Regions from separate parts of the Neogale vison genome. Here region 1 is linked to region 2. Evidence: chromatin contacts called from public Hi-C data. All regions are on one chromosome and are shown on one strand. Each heading gives the region's core, a stretch centred on a gene start, on an enhancer-like site or on the middle of the called end of the contact. The rest is flanking DNA. Distances are from core to core; before and after follow the strand shown.

Region 1 (4,749 bases), core at 1,871-4,370, 140 kb before region 2:
CTTGTCTCTTAAATAGTTCACATTTTACAAATAAGCAGGTGTCAGGGGAGGGGGACACATTATTTAAATAAGTGGTTACCTTGCAGTTAATTAAAAAGAGTCAAAGTGATAAGATACGGTTCCTACTGCCCCTGGAATTTTACGAGGAAAACAACCGCAAGTGTCTATAAAAATCCCAGCGGTACATTCCAAATTTTGACTCAGCTATAACATTAACCGAAGTTCAATTAATTAAATATTGACGAATAAGAATTAATTTTAACTTGACTCTGAAAGTACAAATTAGCTCAAAGGAATAAGATATTTCCCAGCATCTGCATTTCTGGTGACTGGCCCCAGCCCGGCCATACTTCGGTTAGAAACATGCTAAAAGTTGAATATTAAGGTAATAATGTATGTCCTGGTGCTCCTGGGGGGGCTCAGTCGATTAAGCAGCCACCTTCAGCTCAGGTCATGATCTCAGGGTCTTGGGATGGAGCCATGGCTCAGGTCATGATCTCAGGGTCCTGGGATGAAGCCCCACAGTGGAAAGTCTGCTTCTCCCTCTCCTTCTCCCCCTGCCTTGCCCATGCACTCCCTCTCAAATAAATAAAGTCTTTGAAAAAAGAGGTAACGTACGTCCTTAGTGCAGAGCGCAAATATCAATAGAATTTCAAAGAACTCATTCTGTTGCTTAGTGTAATTAGTAAGTGTCCCCTGCTCCCAGATGCTCCTTTGGAGTTTATCTGGCACAAAAGAAGAATGTACCTAAAGGCTAAATAATTCAGTTTTGCTTTTATTGCAGAAGCAAACTGTATCTGAACTCACTCCCAGCCTAAACCAGCCAAATAGCACAGGACCACAGAAGCAGTCGGCTTGTCCATCAAGCATCGGAAATCTTTTTTTGAAAACTACCCGGTCCCCTCTGGTATTTACCAAGCTCACTGGCTGGCCAAGATAGCAGTGATCAGTGACTAAAGAGACTGGATTCTTGGTTTTGGGGGGGTGGAGTGGGGAGAAGGGGGAGGGAGGGGAGGGCAGAGGGAGAGGAGGCTCTCACCACACACTCTCACCTCTCTGGCAAGGGTAGGTGACAAGCTGTCTCTAACATTATTCTGGAGCGGGTTTTTAAACTCGAATGGGAGAAAGAACGGGTAGCCAGCCCTGACACTCCCAGGAAGGAGGGTAAGGGTCTTAACAGAAGCACCCAGTGCTTCAGAGCATGAAGACAAGGGATAAAAACGTATTGACAATATGCGCAGGGGAAAAAAAAAAAGGTTTTGTTGTTGCTTTTTGGATCATTATTATTAGCATAATTATTTAGCTGGGGGAGTCTTAGTTGAAACCGAGAGTCTTACATAAGGTTTGATATTTTGGATTTGCGAGATAAAGCTGGCTGGGAGGGAAAAAGTCCCAGGGGAGTCTGCCCTGCCGGTTAATCGCACCGGGCAAGAAATAGTTGTGCTCCGCGCGTGCGTGTGTGCTGGGGGCTGCACCATGAAAACAGCCAGAAGCAGGCAGGAGGTCTATGGAGAACGCGGACCTGGACTCCCTCCCTCATTCCTGCAGGGCAACCAGGAGGTTAAAATTAGGACGGTGAACCACCCCCGCCTCCGCTGGAATGGCAGGGGCACCTCGGCCCCAGGGGCCCTTGAAATAGCCACTAGGATCGGGGAAACCGAACTTTCCTAGTGCAGCAGCGAAAACAGCCAACAGGGACCGGTGGCGAGGGAGCCCCTGGCTTCGCTCAGGAGGGGAAAGGAATAGCGTATTTGGGGGGCGGGGGGGGTGTCTGTGTGTCTCTGTGTGCCGAGTGCGCTTCGGGGGAAGGGGGAGTTACGGGTGGGGTTCAAATTCACAAACATACAGGCACTCACACAATCCCAGGAGAAAATGTCACCGAGCAGTTTTGGGCCACAGGTTAGGCTCTTTAAACAAAATAAGTCAATACATTAAAACACAGAAACACACACACACACACGCACACACGCGCACACGCACACAACTTCTGGGGAAACTCTCCTCGCTTGGAGATCGGTCTAAATAGGGGAGCGGCGGCCGTTCGAAGAGGCTTCCCCAGCGGGGTGGAAGCCCTGGTGGACACAGGATCCCCCAAACTCTGGAATGTGGGGCTCAAAGGGAGAGAGGGGAGGAGGGTCCGAAGAGCCCAACCACGAGGATTTTTGGTAAAGAGGTGAGAAACGGGATCCAGGGGAGTCTGATTCTCGGTGAGTCTGGGGAGAGCAAGGGAGGGGGGCGTTTTCCCCAAGACAAGCTCATCGACTTTTGGGTAAACAGTGAGAACCGGGTTCCACGGGAGCCCTCAAGCTCACAATTCTGGAGGGAGGGGTCAGAATGAGAAGACGGTCCCCAAGACACCCCAAATCCAGGAAATTGGGGCAAAAGTGAAAACGAGTCTTCCGGGCCCTCGCGATTCAGGAGTCTGAGGTTAGGAGTGAGAGAGGGGCCCCGGGGACCCCAGTTTCAGAGATTGGGGGAGTAAAAGATAAGAGGGGTCTGCAGGAGCCCCCAATTCCGGGAGTTTAAGGTAGGGAGTTGAGATGTTTCAAGAAGTTGAGAGGAAGTGAGAGAGTGGTCCCTGGGCGCCCCCAACTTAAGGATTTGAGGGTAAAGTAAGAAGAGGTTCCCAGGAGCCCCAGTTCAGGGAGTTTGAAGATAAAAGTTTGAGGGGTCCAGGGGCACACCCAAGTCGGGGATTTGGTACGAGCGAGAGGGTAAGAGTGAGAGAGGGATCTCGGGGGCCCCCAACTCGGGAAGTTTTCTGAAAAGTGAGGCGACGGTTCCCACTTGCCCCCGAGTTTGGGTAAAAGGTCGGGGGGTGGCTCCCAGACTCCCCCAAACTCCGCCGCGCCTGCGGAACTGGGCTGGAGAGACGGGTCCCGCGGGCGCGCCACCCCGGACGTTTGGGGTGAACGTCCCGATCCCCGATCCGGATCCCCGCCGCCCCCCGCACTCCCCGGTCGGGCCGGGCCCAGGGCGGTCGCATCGGTCACCTGGAGTTCGGGCCGGGAGTTCGGGCAGCGGCTCCCGCGGCGGCAGCAGCGGCGGCTGCGTGTTGGTCCCCGTTGGTAAGTAACAGTCTCCACGGCTACAGTCTCTATGGCGGCGGCGGTGGCGGCGGCGCCGCTCCTCCTCCGGCTCCCGCCGCCCGCCCGCCTGCCTCGCGCTCCCGCCCGCCAGCCCGCCCGCCGCGATGGGGCGGGGCGTTGTTACCGGCAACGGTTACCAGGCTCCACGCCCCACCCCTTAACGGCCCGCCTACGCCCGCCTCCCTCGGGCGCGAGGAGGCCCTGCAGTACTCCATTGGTTGCCCGCAGTGTCCGTCAGAGGGGGCGTCTCCAGGCGAGGATGAGGGCGAGGCTTGACCAATCGCCGCGAGGGAGGGCGTGGCTTGGCGGGAGGCGCGCGGGGCTCCGAGGGTTGGCGAGCAGAAAGCGCGCGCAGCTCCCGGTGGGTGGCGCTGCTCCCGGAAGGCTAAACTTCGGCGACACTAATGGAGTCTTCGATTATTCAGGACGACCCGGCATAGTCTCAGTCTGGGGTCGGCAAACTCCGACCCGCGGACCGAGTTCTGCCCACTGCCTGTTTCTCATGGACCACAAGCTGGGAGTTTTAAAATATTTTTTTAAGAGGCTTTAAACAGAGGCGTCTGGGTGGCTCAGTGGGTTAAACCTTCTGCCTTTGGCTCAGGTCAGGGGTCTCAGGGTCCTGAGATCGAGCCCCACATCGGGCTCTCTGCTCTGCAGGGAGCCCGCTTCCTCCTCTCTCTCTCTGCCTGTCTGCCTACTTGAGATCTCTGTCAAATGAATAAATAAACCCTTAAAAAAAAAAGATTTAAGAGGTTTTAAACAACCTTTTGGTTGATTTTGAAGAATCTTCAGTGGCAGGTGAAAAATGTATGAAATTCTTGCATTATTGAATCCAGTATTTTTAGTATCTTTAAGGGTTGGCGGACCACACCCTTGGGCGAAATTATGTCTGCCTGTGTTTGTGAATAAAGTTTTATTGGAACGCAGCCAGGCCCATCTTTTAAGAGAATTTGAGAGGCTGTTTTCACAATCCACGGACAGAGCTGAGCACTGAAGAGTTAATTCGTGGCTCAAAGATGGAGTGACATAAGCGGAGCCTAGAATATTTACTATCCAGCCTTTCACAGAAAATGTTTGCCAACCCTCTTCCCTCCCTGCCTCCCCAGATGGTAGGTTCAGCCCTGCATAGGATAAACAACCCACACTCTCCTGGAGATTTTATTCTCTTCCCGGGACATTGACAATAAACAGAATAAACAAACATATATAGTTATTCAGGAGAAGGGGCTGGAGAGAAAACTCGTTTTGGAAAGAAACAGGCAGGGCAATTTCAAGGAAGATTAGACCTTGGACCTATTCATTCATTCATTCATCCATTCATTCATTCACTCAACAAGTAATCATATTAGTGAGCACTGATTAAATTGTTCTTAGGTGCCAGAAACTGATCTAAGCTTTTTTTTTTTTTTTTTTTGGTACGCTAACTCAGTTTAATGTCACACTCATATCCCGAGAAATGTGCATGCAATATCCCCACATTACAGATCAGGAAACTGAGGTCTGTAAAGAATGAGTGAGTTTGCACAGTGCCAAACACCTTGCAAGGGCTTCAGACCCTGAGTCGGGTGCCAAAGCCCATGCGTTTGGCTGGTAGCTGGGTGGTTTTCAAACATTTTCGACCACAACACCACAGCAAGAAATGCATTTGACCCCAGTGCTC
Region 2 (5,112 bases), core at 2,088-4,587:
ACGGTCTCCAGCCTCCTTTCTCCATGTTCTCGCCAACTGCTCCACCTTCACCCATGGCCACCCTTCCACACCCTCCATGTCTCCCAGACGTGACCCCCCAAAACACAAACATCACAGACAATGGACCTGTAAGTCTGGACTGAGGGTTAAGGAAATCAAATGGATGAGTTAAAGTCAGGGAAAAGGGAAACAGAAAGACTTTTTCTGGCCATGGGGAAAGGATTTCAATGTTGAGAAGTTGGGAGCCCAAAGTAAAATGCAGAATCCCCCTTCTTAGCGGAGACTGAAAGTTCTAGAGAATACGGCAGGGAAGTAAAGAGAATGAAACCTTCCCAAAGCAAGTGGGGCAAGGGGCCCTTAGGGGAAAGTCCTGTTGTTTCCCATCAGGCTGAGGCATTTACAGGTCTGGGGCATCTCAAGGGAGAAAGAGAAAGCCAAGATTCTGGTGAATTCAAAGCATTTTCCATGCACTAAAGTCATTCTGGAACAGTCAGTGCCAACTTCCCCACTTGGGTAAAGGACACCATTCCCTCCTGTCTTCCCAGAGAGTGCCACCTCTGTCAGGAAGGGACAGAGCTCCCAGGCCTCTCCCAGAGTGGCAGAAATGCAGCCAGGAATAGAGAATCAGACTACAAAGTGCCACTTACTTTCCTTTGGGAGCAGTTTCACTTGCAAATACTTCTGTAAGGATCTAGACAAACACTGGCCCATGGAACTTTCTGCCATGATGGAACTATTGTGTCTCTGAGCTGCCCACGAAGGTGGCCAACAGCTCAGGAGTGGTGGTTAATGGGCACTTAAGTGTGGCTGGTGCCACCGAGAAACTGACTTTTCGTTCTCGTGCACATGAATGTCAACGGCCACAGGTGCTAGCGGCTGCCCACTGGGCAGTGGCAATCTCTCTCCTAGCCCAAGTGTGATCACCAGTCCACTCAAGCAGGACTGTTCTCTCCCTCTGTCACGGCCAAGAATGCCACCTATCCCCACCATTCCACTTACATAAATGACAGCAACCCAGACAGCCAGGGCCTGGCAATCACGGGGGAATGGACACATTTGGGCCGAAGATATCTCCCGGGGGATTAGCAAGTGGGGCGACAGGAGGGTCACATTCTATGCCTGCGTGGTACCCAACAAGACTTTCCCACGGGGTTGGGGGGGGGCTTCATTGAAAGTGGACACGGAAGGTATATTCTCTTTTGTTTTCTAACTTAGCACAGGCCGGAAGCAACAAACTCAGTACCTTTAAGAGAAGTGAACTCACACCACGCTACAGAAATCCACCATTCAACAGCTCTAAACTCTACCCCACCTCTCAAGAGAAAGGCCACAGTGATCCTGTACCACCACAGGTGACCGGGACGGGCCCCTGAAACTTCACCGCCCCACAGCACCTTACCAGACAGAGCTGCCGCCTCGGTGGCGCCAGCAGCCAGGGACGCCTCAACCTGCCCTCACCAACTGCAAATTTCAGCGGCCGCCCCCAGAGCCCCACACCACCGCCCTTCCTGGCCTCGTGCCCCTGGAAGCCCAGGGGCGGTGGACAGGGATGAAGAAATAAATGACCCCATGTTGGGGGCCACACCAGTCCTGGGCTTGAGAGGGGAGGGGGCGTGGGTACTGGGAAGAAGACATGCAGAGCTGGTGAAGGCAGGACCAGGGCCTGAAAGGCCTCAGGTTTACTTAAACTGACAGAGTTGACTCCGGGTTTCCAGACAGAGGGAAAGGGGCCATGGGGAGAGTTTATGGAGGTTGGGGAACCACTCTGAGTTTGGAGCAAGGCTCTAAGATGCTGGGGAAGGAAGGGATATGGGGTGTGCTGTGGGGAGAGGAGAGGGGCTGAAAGACAAAACATCACGCTTGGGGATGTTGGGAGGAAGTGGGAGACCCTGAATGCAAGGAGAGACGTACGGGGGGGCTGGGGAACGGGGGTCCGCAAAGGGAAGCCAGCTGAGGGTGAAAAAGGCAGACAGATCTGGACTTGGGGGAAAGTGTGGGGAAGTGTCAATCAGGGTTGCAGAGGCACAGAGGACCCACGCTGAGGGGAGCGAGCCATCTGGGGTCTGACAGGCTAGAGGGCTCCAGGTCAGAGCAGAAAATGCTCCTGGGCCTGGTCCAAGAGAAAGGTCTGAAGGTGAAAGAGAGCCTGCCAGGCTCTAGGGGCCGAGCGACTGACGGAGCCTGAGACCAGAGGGAGCTGAGGAATCAAGGGTTGGGGGTGTGGGGGTGTCAAAGCCTCTGAGGAAGCAAGCCCAAATCCAAAGTGATGGGGCTGAGGGGGCGAGCTCAATGCAGGCCTGGGTCATTGTGGGAAACACCCAGGCCCCAGCCAGAGTTCAAGGGAAAGCGGTCACCTAGGCTAAGGCAGTGGCAAGATCAAGGGGGAGAGAAAGCTCGGTCCTGGAGAGAATGAGGGCTAAGGAGGCTTCAGGTGGGCCTAGGTTTGAGGAAGCAGGAGGCCGCACCAAGGTCCCGGGGATTCCGGGAGGTGTGGGGGCTTCAAACCCCAGCACTCGGTATAAGGAAGAAGCAGCAGTAGGCTGGGGTTAGTTAAGGGAGTTTGAAGGGACTCAGAGCTGAGGGTCCGGAGAAAAAAGGAGTCAGGCCCTGGACCCACAGAAGGGTGGTATGGCCCAGATCTGACAATGTTAAGGGTCCCAGGGCAGCTGTGGGACTCTCTGGCTGGGGCTGGAGTCCCCAGGGGTGCCTGCGGGGACTCTGGAGTGGGCTGGGATCCAAGCGGCTCTGGGCCGCACTGGGGTCCCAAAGGGCATCTCAGGGGCTTCTGGGCCACCTGTGGGGGCTCTGGGCTGGTTCAGGAGCCCGAGGAGCGTCCCACAGGGTGCTGGGCTGGGCTGAAGTCTCAAGGGGAGTCCCGGGGGAGTCTGAGCCGCCAGTGGAGGCTGTGGCCCGGGCCGGGGTGCCGAGGAGCGTCCCAGAGGCTCTGGGCTGGACTGGGATCACCGGGGGCATCCCGGGGGGTCTGGGTCGGGCTGCGGTTTGGGGGGGCGTCTCAGGGGGCTCTGCGCTGGGCCAGGTCCGGACCCCCAGAGAAGTCCGAGGGGCTCTGGCCGGGCCGGGGTCGCGGATGGGGGAGGGGCGCCCCCGCCCCACATAAAGGCCGGGGGAGCGGCGGGCTAGCACAAAGCGGGGCGGGCGGGAGCTGAGCGTGGGCGGGGAGGCCGGGACCGAGGAGGGCCGGGCGGGCGGGTCGTGGGAGGGAGGGAGGGGACCGGGCGGGCGGCGGGCTGCGCTGGGGCGGCGCGGCCGCTCCTCACCTGATTGTCCATGGCTGGCGCCCCGCCCCGCCCCCGGGCCCCGCGTCGCTCGCCGCCGCCGCCGCCGCTCAGCGCCGCCCCGCCGCCCTCATTGTCTGTCGGGCGCCGCCGCCGCCGCCGCCGCTCCCGGCTGCCCGCCCGCCCGCCAGCCCCGCGGAACCGGAAACCACCGCCAGTCCGGGTCGCGCACCGACCGCGGGCCCCCGCCGCCGACTCTGGCCTGCCGCCCCGACTGACAGCCGCCTGGGCTAATCTGCAGCGCGGACCGCCGCTCCTGGGGCGGGACTTCCTGCCTGGCGGGGGCCTGCCGGGCTGCGGTCGGAGGGACGAAGCCCCCAGCCAATGGGAAGCCCGAACCGGAGGGGCGGTGGGAGGGAGGGAGGGAGGCGCGAGGCGAGCCCGGCGGAGGGGAGCGCGAGGTGTGCGCCGCACGTGGAGGGGGGCGGGGGCGGGACGGGCGTGCCGCGCCTGCGCACTGCGGCCCGCAGGGGGCGCTGCCTCGTGGCCGGAGCTTCCCGGGGGCCTGAGCCTAACCTGGTCCAGTTGAGGAGTCGGTTCGAGCCCCGGGGAGGGTGCCCTAGGAACACTTTTGTTTCCTGGCCACGTGTTGCTACCGTGTCCTGGGACGGGCTCCGGGCTCTGGAGCGAGAAATTAATTTTCCGATGCTGGATCTGCATCAGGGAAAGCCTGGTCGACTAGCCTCTCCGTCTGAGTCTCAGTTTGCACATCTGTGAAATGGGGACGCTCAGTACCTTGTAGTCTTAGTTCACACTGACTTCAATGATACACATTTTAAATCTTCTGCATTAAAATGATCAAGAAAGCCTCATTTCATCCATGAAATTGATCATTCCCCTAATCCCTCTAAAACCATCTTTTAATTTACCCGTGATCATATAATTTCACAATTTGTAAACTGTGTTTGGATGAGACAGAGACATACCGCTCCATCTTTTTTAGGATCTTGCAAGCCACTTGTCTCTCGGACAATGGGACTTCTGCCTGCAACTTGGGGACTCGTATGCTTTATTTTATCTTTTAGAGATTTTATTTATTTATTTGAGAGAGGCCGAGATAGCGACTGAGAGCACAAACAGGGAGGAGAGGGAGAAGCAGGCTCCCCGCTGAGCAGGGAGCCTGACTCGGGGCTCCATCCAGGATCATGACTTGAGATGAAGGCAGACACTTAACCAACCGAGCCACCCAGGCACCTTTGTGCAGTTATTTTAAATCTCTTCTTATATTAAACCAGGGCTTTTGGTTTGCTTGGAGGTTTTCTTGTGCTCCCCACCCCGCCTTCACGTTTAAGTGTCGGCCAAGTATTCTTTAGGTAATCAGGGTGCTATTTTGTACTGAAGAACATCAGGAAATCAGTAACTTTGGAATGAACATAATTCCTCGTAAGACTCTGAAAAAGGCCAGACGCTGTCATAGTAATACCCTACCTTTTGATCTAGGGCTGGGCGTGCTGGGGGGAAGAAATGAAGGACCTGCTGAGAAAATAAGGAGCAACTTTGATGTCAGTACAACTTTTTTTTTTTTTAATCCTATAACTGGATGTAAGTGGATCAGTAGTTCTAAGTGGTCCTTGAACCAGCAGGTTCGGCATCTCCTGGGAACTTTATTCAAAATGCAAATTCTAATCTCCCTTGATTTACGGAATCAGAAACTCTGAGTGCACAACCTGCACCCAGAGGGATGGCCATACTAGCCCTGCAGACGATAGTGAAACTTAATCAAATTTCAGAACCACTGTCCCCAGTAAAGGGACAAAAATTGGCGGGTTAGCCTTTTGTCTCTAAAGGAAACTTGCAGTGAAAAACCTTCCAGCTA

What was found. Hi-C and Micro-C count contacts between places; a contact is called where the count stands out from the background.
Region 1: a Hi-C map of fibroblasts shows a contact between it and region 2, with 2.7 times the contacts expected there. The contact joins the promoter of RFX2 here to the promoter of MLLT1 in region 2. A contact is called at or near these places in 2 of 3 Hi-C or Micro-C datasets (fibroblasts and muscle).

What each region holds. Positions count from the first base shown.
Region 1 is chr6:220,242,874-220,247,622 of ASM_NN_V1, reverse strand. RFX2 (DNA-binding protein RFX2) reads right to left here and starts at 3,120. Exons shown (of 17, transcript XM_044254439.1): 1 at 2,994-3,120.
Region 2 is chr6:220,101,514-220,106,625 of ASM_NN_V1, reverse strand. It overlaps MLLT1 (protein ENL), which reads right to left and starts at 3,337. Exons shown (of 11, transcript XM_044254436.1): 1 at 3,279-3,337. The coding sequence starts at 3,290.